Linked DNA regions of Gossypium hirsutum: region 1 is linked to region 2. A link is a contact called in public Hi-C data. All regions are on one chromosome and are shown on one strand. Each heading gives the region's core, a stretch centred on a gene start, on an enhancer-like site or on the middle of the called end of the contact. The rest is flanking DNA. Distances are from core to core; before and after follow the strand shown.

The links. A called contact is a pair of places that touch in the nucleus more often than the background predicts.
Region 1: a Hi-C map of leaf shows a contact between it and region 2, with 2.9 times the contacts expected there. The contact joins the promoter of LOC107952160 here to the enhancer-like site in region 2. A contact is called at or near these places in 15 of 34 Hi-C or Micro-C datasets (anther, callus, hypocotyl and 3 more).

The regions. Positions count from the first base shown.
Region 1 is chrA10:55,380,257-55,385,188 of Gossypium_hirsutum_v2.1, forward strand. LOC107952160 (protein argonaute 10) reads left to right here and starts at 3,427. Exons shown (of 22, transcript XM_016887441.2): 1 at 3,427-3,725.
Region 2 is chrA10:55,317,230-55,322,234 of Gossypium_hirsutum_v2.1, forward strand. No RefSeq gene overlaps it. Among protein-coding and RNA genes, the nearest start is that of LOC107916025, 36 kb to the left of the region's middle. Within about 2 kb of position 1,307, at least 6 of the 9 cell types and tissues checked have an H3K27ac peak or open chromatin away from gene starts, as enhancers often do. A contact at or near this core is called in hypocotyl and leaf, where this site is marked.

The DNA.
Region 1 (4,932 bases), core at 2,177-4,676, 65 kb after region 2:
ATTAGATATACCCAAAATATTTTTTTAATGAGATAAATGTGTGCCGACTATTAGTGTGTCAATATCTAAATTTATTTTTTAAATATTGATATAAATATATATCAATATAATACGATTAAAAAAAATACAGACCATTAGTGTGCAAAATTTTAAAAATTATTATTTAAATAGAAATGTCTGCCATCTAATCTCCATAATTTAATTTTACTGTTTATTTTAAATTATTTAGATAATTGTTTTTAAAGTCGTAATTTTTTTTTTTGGTGATTTGGATAAAATTGCCCAGCTTTTACACTCGTTTGCTAACCATATCTATAATCTATAAATATATACAGAAAGAAGAAACATAGCAATACTGTACAAGTCTCTGTTCCAAATGATGACACGTTAGCAGCTTTCTTTTTCTGAGTTGGAGTTGGGAGGGAAAAAAGAGAAATAAATGTATAATTACATGTCAATCCTCGTGCGTAGTATAAAAAAAGTAAAAGAGAAGATCTTAGGAAAATGTACGTCACTGCAATTGTGAAAGATGGGAGAAATGGTTCAAATCAGTAGATGGAACTTTACATACCTGGAACAAGAGACAGAATGAAAATAAATATTTAATTTATTTTAAAATGGCACGTGTCATATTCTGATTTGCTTTGAAATTTTTTTACCATGGATAGGTGAGAAATTATAAAAAATATTTAATTTCATTTAATCTTAAAATTAAAATTTTTTATTTAAATAAAAATATCATGTGTCACACATTTCTTTGATATTTTGATATTTGAGGGTAACCTTTGAAGAATCAAAGTTTAAATACCACTTTACACTTAAGTTGAAAAAGTATCATAGGAGCCCATTTTTCATTTAAGTTTTCATTTAAGCAAATTATACAATGAAATAAATTTTAAAAAAATGTTAATTATGAATATAAATAATTTTTAAATATATATTTATAATAAATAAAAACATTAATAATAAATCAATATCCAAATTTTAAATTTAATGCTTGCATAAAATATCTTTTAATATAATATATTAATTTAATAATACAACAATTCAATTATACTACATACAAAAAATAAACAGTTCAATTATAGTAAATTAATTTATAAGTTCCACACATTACTAAACCTGGTACCACTAATAATATTATTAATAAATTAATTTAAAATCATATTAGTAAAATTAAAGTCAAGAAATTTTAAATTTATGAAAATTTGAATCCAAATCAATTTAAACTCGAAATAATTCTAGCTCGAAACCATCTAAATACAAAGAGAGTTGAATCTAAAGCTGCCAAATCCAGTCGTTTATCACTTCTATACATTAATATAAGTATGCATTAGAATTTATACAAGGTTTAGTATATATTTTGCTTGCTAAATTAAATATGTTTGATATCTAAATTGTTTTTTTAGATACTTTTCATGCCTTTATATAGTGTTGTTAAATTCTAACGGTGCGACATTGAAAATCATATGTGACAAAGCACTAAAAAAAATAAATTTATTTTACATTAAAAATGAATCTAGACATAATCTATATGCATCATATACTTAATTTTTTTAAAAAATTTATATAATTTTTAATTGTTATAAAAAACATCATCTTTTTATAATATTATTTTGAAATGAAAAATAAAATAAAATATTTAAAATAAATATATAAAAATTATAAAAATTATTTCACAACCAAAATGAATATGAACAATAAGAAGTTTCAAGGGCGAAGCCAGAACAAATTGTTGGGGGGCTGGATAAAATTTTAATTTTTTATAATTTATATCTTTATAATTTGTAAAGGATTAAATCGAATTTTTATAATTTTAGGGGGTCAAAGTGCAATTTTACCTTTACTAATTTAAAATTTTTTTAAAAATTTTAAGGGTCAAAAGAACAAATTTACATTTTAGGGGAGATCGGGGCCATGCCAGCCCCCTAGCTTCGCCCCTGAGAAGTTTAGATTCAAATGCTCCTGAATATCATTTTGTCCGATATTATTCCAGACATGTTTTTAGTAATTTCATAACTTTAACTTGTTACTATTTATATATTACTATGTTATGATTTTTTAATTCATTGAGGTTTTATAATGTATTGATTTGTTAGTATTTGATTCTATATATTTCGATTTTCATATAATCAATTTTTTATAAAGATAAAATGAATAAAATTTCTAAAAAAATAAATTTAGAATGAATCCGGACAAAGTGACATTCAAATTCATATTTGGATATTCGTTTGTCCATGATCATTATGGACACGAGATAATATTTTAATAAATTTTAATTTCAAAATATAATAATATAAAAGTTGATATTTTATAAAAAAATTTAAAATATATAAAATTAAGTTTAGAATGGACCTAAATAAATAAATAAATATATATATATTCAAGGTTCGAAGCTACATTCTCTCTTTATCATTGCACCCAACTACTTATTAATTATATATATACTTTTATAAAAATTTATTTTTTATTTGATATATTTTAATTACAAAATAATAATATAAAATTTGATATATTTTGAAAAATAAAAACTATATAAAATTATTAAAAAGTAAGACAAATACCTACCAAGTTCACTCTTAATGTAAAATAATTTTTATAATTTTTAATTTTTTATAATAACTTGCGATGTGTTAAGATACGAAGCTGCCACATATTTTTTTATTGTTTAAAAATGTCCTGTCATAAAATTTAAGGGGTCAAATTATTAAATTACATAAATTTATATCAGTATACACTATGCAAATACGATTGTAACAAATTTGAACTGCGTAAAACTTGATTTGATTCGAAAAAATTATTTTTTTTAATTTTAAGTTAATTAAATTGAGTTATTCGAATAATTAGAGTCAACTCGAATAACTCAATTCGAGTTTTAGTCGAGTTAAATTTCACAATTCGAATAACTTAAATAATTCAAATAATAGATTGGTATAAATACATTTTTAGTCCCTGTCAACTTTAAAAATAAGTAAATTGGTCTCTCTTAACAAAAATTACAAAAAAATTCAAAATAATTTTCAAAAATTCAAAATATATATTTAAAAAAATATATAAAACTTCTAAAAAATATATAAAAAAGTTGCCCTTTTAAAAATTTTCTAAAATAATAAATTTTTAACTTAATTATTAATTCAAATTTATCATATTAAAATATTTTATTTTTTATTATTTTACTTTAAAATTTTTTAAATATATATAATTTCAAATTAATGTACTATAATATCAAATTAGTTATACTAAACAATATTAAATTAAGACAATAAAATAAAATTCATTAACTCCAAACTCCATTAACTCAAAATTTTTTTACTCAATTTCATCCAACACTCTACCAAAAATCAAAAGTTATAGGGCAGCAACTGGAGGTTCGAATTATTCTCCTACTGTATATATGATTGCTGTAATTAAATCCTCAGTTGTTTTCGGGGTATTTGCCAAAGCCCCCTTCCTTCCTTTCAATCCAACTACCTTCACCATCTCCGTAGTCAGTCCCACTCATACACTCTCTCTGACTATATATTTAATTATTTATCCATGTCTAATGTCTATACATTGAAAGACAGGCTTCTCTTTTTTTTTACTTTTAGCTTTATTAGTCTTAAAAAAAGGTATCCTGGTACGTCCCCGAGGCTGCGCCATCAGTTCAGAGCCAAGAACAAAGCATAAAGCGAGAGAGAGAGAGAGAGAGAGAGAGAGAGGGAGAAGGAGAGGCTAATGCTAAGGTAAGGCCAAAGCCATGTTTTTTTAAAAGCAATCCACAGAGAGAGAAAGAGATAGGGGGGGGGGGTTACAAAGGCTTTTACACGTGATAAAGAAAACACCAAAAGCACTTTGCATGCGTGTATAAAGATTCATCATCATCATCATCTCTCTTTCACTCCCCCCCTTCCCTACTTTTTTTTTAAAATTTTTTTCTTTGCTCTTATTTTTCTCCCTTGTCTCTCCATCATTCCTAGAAAAAAACCATCTTTTATCTCCTTTTCTGCTTTCTCTTTCAATCTGTCTTTCACCTTCCTTGGCTTCAACCCATCTTTTCTAACCTCTTCCTCTTTCTCTTCTTTGTTTTGCCTTCAAAGTTAAGTGCTTTGCATATTGGTTTCCACTTGGTTGGTGAGTTTTCGAATATATACTAGTAACATTTATGATTCCATTTAATGGGTTCATTTTACTATTAAGCATTAAATTTTTTGTGTTTTCATTTTCTGGAATATCCACGAGATAGTGATTTCTTTGCCCTTTTCAATGTTTATTCCCTCTCTTTGTATCCATGTTCTTGTTTTTTTGTTTTTTTCTAGATGGCTTTTATTCTTTCTATGTACCTTACGGTTTCAAATTATGTTGTTTACATTGAAATAAATAAAATAAATGAACTTTCTTCAATGCTGTTCCTATGTTTTTATCTGATTGGGCTTATATTCATTCATTTCTAATCTGATTTTTTTTTCCTAATAAAGTTTTCAGTTTTTGGTAGGGACAAGCTTTAGGGGAATAGATTTTTGTCTTGTGGGTAGTTCTATTTGTTTTTGTTTTGGGCTGCTATTAAATTATTATTATTAAATGGTCATTGGTTTCACAATAGAGGTTTCTCAAGAAGGTTTGATTTTGGAGTTGATATTCAGTTTTGTCTTTGCTTACCAATTTTTTAAGTTGCAGTCTTGCAGGTTTGGGGCTTTGTGCCTTTGGTTCTCTCTACTTTGCTTAGTCTTTTTTTTTAGCAATATTTCAGAAGCAAAAATTGGAACAATTGTGGTTTTAATTCACGCATAGGTTTGCAGAATGGTTTTTATAGTTCTATTTCTCCAAGTCTATATATTTTTTTGAGTTCTAAATTTAGGAGTCTGTAGTTTTAGGGAGTTAAATGCTGAAAAAAAAGGTGAAAGATTTGGGGTTCTAGTGTTGCAAAAGAACGGTAAAGCTTGCCAGGAGCAA
Region 2 (5,005 bases), core at 57-2,556:
ATTGATTAGGTATTGGGAATAAGGGAAACAATAAGGTATTCTAATGACAGTCAGTAACGGGTAATCTATAAAAATAGTCATTTTTATTTGTCTCATGTTATATTTTAATCAATTATATTTGACTAAGTTTAAAAAATTTTAGTTAAGGTCTAGGTTTAATCAGTTTTTAGTTAAGGTCTAGGTTTAAAAATTTTTAGTAACGGGTAATCTATAAAAATAGTCACTTTTGTTTGAACACTTCTTTTAGTTAAAGTCTAGGTTTAAAAATTTTAATTAATTAAATTTTTAATTAAAAATCTATTTTCATCCCATTTAGAAATTCAAGTTGGCACCTCAAATCTAGTTAGACTGCCACGTAGGATTATTGTTAGAGAGATAATGGAACTTAACGGTAGGGTGATCACTTCATAACAAAATAATAACATAAATGACTAAAACGTAACATTTCAAACATAAGTGACTAAAATGTAACCTGGGACAAACAAACATGACTATTTTGTAAATTACCCAGTCAGTAACTCAATCTAAAAAAATTCTAATCGGGTCAGGCTTAGATTGAAAAGATTTTATTCGGAATCTAATCTTAGTTTTTAATTCAAGTTGATTTTTATCTAAATTTTTTACCTTGTTGGAGCAAGTTTTCACGCCGGATCACTTGAATTGAGGAATTGATTGCTTTTGCACTTTGAAGACAAAACTAATCGTTCTTCTTTTCTTTCTCCTAACCCCTCGACTTTTCGACACCCATAGCTCAGCATTCTGTTCTGCGGTATCATTTTAATTAGTTACCTGAAACTAAAAAGCATATGCCTTATTCTTTAGATTTTATCTCATCAAAATTTTTTACATAATAAAGTTGTATAACTATGTGGTGTTTATATATATATATATTATTGTATTATATTTAAGATATTTATATTTATATAAATTTGGATCTATTAATTTTTGTATCCTCTAATTGTATCAAAATTAATGGCTAATATTGCTTAACCTAATTCAAAGTTTGTGAAGGGATGCTTAGGTGTTAAAAGCTCAAAATATTATTTCAAATAAAATACATTCACTTACCCTTTTAAGTTTGACTCTTGGAGTAAATGATATTTCTATAAAATTAGAAGGTGAAATAGTGGGAGTGAAAACCATTGGCAATTATTTGCGTGGAAGAGAAGGAAATGGGTCCTAGAGAAGTGAGGGTGCATTTTAACAGGCTTTGTCTAATAATAACAACCCTTTTAGGTAATCAATGAAAAAGCTTTTAAAGCCTATTTTAAACCCCACATTTAAAGTTAAACTGGGTCCTCTTCGTGTTTGCCCAAGTCGGCTGACCGTTCAAGGAGGCTCTGATACAATGGGCCTTCCCTGCCTCCACTTAACCTTGTTTCTGTCGGTGGCTCTCCCAATCATCATAGCCTAATAAATGGATTCTCAAAAGTATAAAATTATTACAAGACTTTTTTATTTAATTTTTAATTGTAAAATCAACCACAAAAAATCAACCATGTACTCTCACAACCTTCCTAATTGAGGCTTAGTTTGGGTGCATTTAATTTTTTAAAAGTTTAATCATTCTTTTTAAAATTATAATTATTCTTTTTAAATTTATGTTAAACGTTATTAAAAAAAACTTAACTAAATTTTTATTCTATTATGAATATATAAATTTGTGGACCGAAAATCTAATAAATATTTAAAAAGATCATGATGAAAGGAAGGAGATGCATTGCACGCATGCATTAGCACAACCCAAAAAAAAAAAACAATAATCTTTTCATGGATCAACCCTACAAAATTAATAATAAAATGTTAAAGCATATGCCTTGCTTCATGTTGCGAAGAACCTTATATCAATATTTATTTAATTTCTTCAACCATGCCCCACATCATGACTACCACTTCTTCAGTTTTGACCTGGATTTCCAGCACCCACATTGCCTCTATTAATCTTCCTATCACAAAAACAAAAGCTTATTACATTTATTTTTATATACATTATAGCAATGCAGGTGGGATGGGATGATTCCAAAACTTTTGTAGCTGCATTACTCTCGATTCTTGTTTTATAAAGAAAGCTGCAATTTGATTTTTTTTAATAAAATATATTATATATTACAATTCTATTTTATTCTCAATGCCCCTATAGTAGAAAGTAGTGGATACATTTGTAGCTTGGGTAAAAGTATTATGCCATATATTATATTAAGAGTCAGATTGTATTTTATCTTTTTTACTTAAAAATTGGTAAATTAGTCTTTATACATTGATCAAAAAGTAAATTGATCCTTTTGTTAAAATTTTCATCCATTCTTACTGTTAAAAATTGGTCTCTGTACATCAGAATGAGGTATACATGGCATGCCACATGTAACTATTTGGTTATTCTATCAACGACACTAGTTTTTAACAGTGAAATAGATGAATTTTATAATAAAAATGGCCAGTTTGGTTTTTAATCTAATATATAAGGACTAATTTGCTCATTTTCTAAGTAAATAGAGCAAAATGCATTCTCACTCTTAGTATAGGGACCTTCATGATACTTTTACATCCAAATGGCTCTAACAATGAAAAAAAAAGTGAGAACAAGCGTTGATTTCATCCACTTAACCAAAGCTTATTCCAAAAGTAACTTTTCCCCACCTTAGAATTGATCAACACGCTTGTGTACAACACAATGTAGTCAATTTCGCACTGATTTCTGTTGTATTGATCGGTGTGCACCAGTCTTGTAATAAATTAGAATAATTGCTGCTCATTTTCGCACCGATGTAAATTTCGACATGTATCGATTGCACTGGCTCATTCTGACTAATTTCAATTGCACCACCGAAACATTGTGCACCAACCAGTGCATGAATAATGTTAAAAAAATAGATAGAATTATTTTTTTATTAATCAAATTTAAAATTTAAACTTTAATCAAGAGAAATAGACAACTTTAAAATTTAAAGTAGAAAATTAATAAATAATAAAGACTTTATATAATACACAAACTAAAAAAAAGACAAAATTTCTATTAACTTTTGTGTTTCTATAAAATTTTCATTTTATATATTTAGTATGGAATGATTTTATTGTTTTTTTTAAATAATGTTGTGGATAATTTTATTGTTTAATGTGTAAGATTTTTATTTTATTTTAAATTTGTTAAATGATAATTTTTATTTATAAAATTTATTTATGAGTATGTTATATAACTAATTAATATTTTTATATTTAAAATTATTTAATATAATTCATTTAATATATTTAATATTAAATATTTTAAAAAAATCGATAAATTTAAAATCATACCCTAAAACATACCAGTTTTAATAGGAAAAGGATACCCACAATCTTAATACAACATTGCACTTTCTCAAACTTGGATACGTGGTGACCAAAAGATAATATAAAATAATAATAATAATAAATGGTGCATGCTGTTTTTAGGCACTCAATACGTGGATGTTTTGAAACACAAAATAATTCTTTTCTTTCCTCCAAGAAAAGAATAAGAAGCTACGTGATCAGTAAAGTGGAGTCAATTTTTTAATATGTTCGGTATTGATTTGAGTTTCTAACTAATTCTTTTTTATAATCAAATTAATGTTACTAAAATTTTGAGTCTCAAATTTATTATTTTTATTTTAGATTAATTTTTAAATTTTAAAAAGTTGTAATTATATTTTTAAATTATTAATGTTATATTAATTAAATTCTTTTGTTATTAAAACAGTTAAAACACGTTAAATTTTATATAATTAAATTTAAAATAAGAAAAATATTATCACATAATTTTAAAACCATTAAACTAAAAATAAAATAAAATTTAAAAAAATCTACAATAAAATTTATATAAAAGTTTTGAAACCTCAAACTAACACTTCATTTAGATTGCGAAGATATTTTTCTATTTTCATTTTCAAAATATAGTTTACAATTTTTTATTTTTTAAAAAGTTAAAAAACACATTTAGTAAATAGAAATAAAAATTATTTTTATTAATGAAAACATGAAAGAAAAAATATTTTGTACATTACTAGTAGAGTTTTTAAACTCCATAAGCAGAGTTAGGAAGTTGACAAGTGTCCTATAAAACTATAGTAAAATATTAAAAACAATAATATTTTTTTTTAAAAAGATATGTGATAATTTTTTAAGACTACTTGTAGAATAAAAAAAGTACATTGTTAATGTGTCAAATAATAACCAAAAATGAAAACATGTTTGATAACTATTTTCTCTAACATAAATAAAATATTTTTTTTTACATTTATATGAATTTGAACTAGGATATCAAATTTAACATTAAAAAGGTCGTTGCAAAAAGAGAATATTTTTACATTTATATGGATTTGAACTTCATCTAAAGTTGAAAATTGTTGTTTTCATCATTTTCATGTTTACAACATATTTTTAGTGAAAACAATAAAAACAATTTTTTTTTACTTTCTAATTTTTCACATGTTTCCATTTTCATTTTCCAAAAATCATTCTAAAAATTTCAACCAAACATATTTTCTTCAATATTTTCCATTTTTCAAGTAAACGAAAATGAAAATGACCTATTAGTTTTTAAAACATCTATTACTACAATATTCCTTTTTTTTCATTTTAAATTATGTCACATAATATTTGACATATCATTTAATAGTTAAATTAACAATTTTAGTAATGAAATGACCTAATTAATATAACACCGATAGCTTAGGAATGTAATTAGAATGATTTGAAGTTTAAGGACCAATTAAGAATGAGTGTCATAATTTGAAAATGTTTGATGCAATTAACTCTAAAACTTTTTATTGAACTAGTGCCATATAATACAAAAATACGAAGGGATAAATATCAAAACTATAAGTGAACTTTGGCTTCATGTGCAATTTGATACATCCACTTTGATTTTATGTAATTATGCACATAAAACTTTGATCATGGTTCATAAACACGCATGAAACTTTGATTTTAATTCAATTGTACACATTTAAAGAAATAAATACATCAATTTATTTTCATATTGAATTAA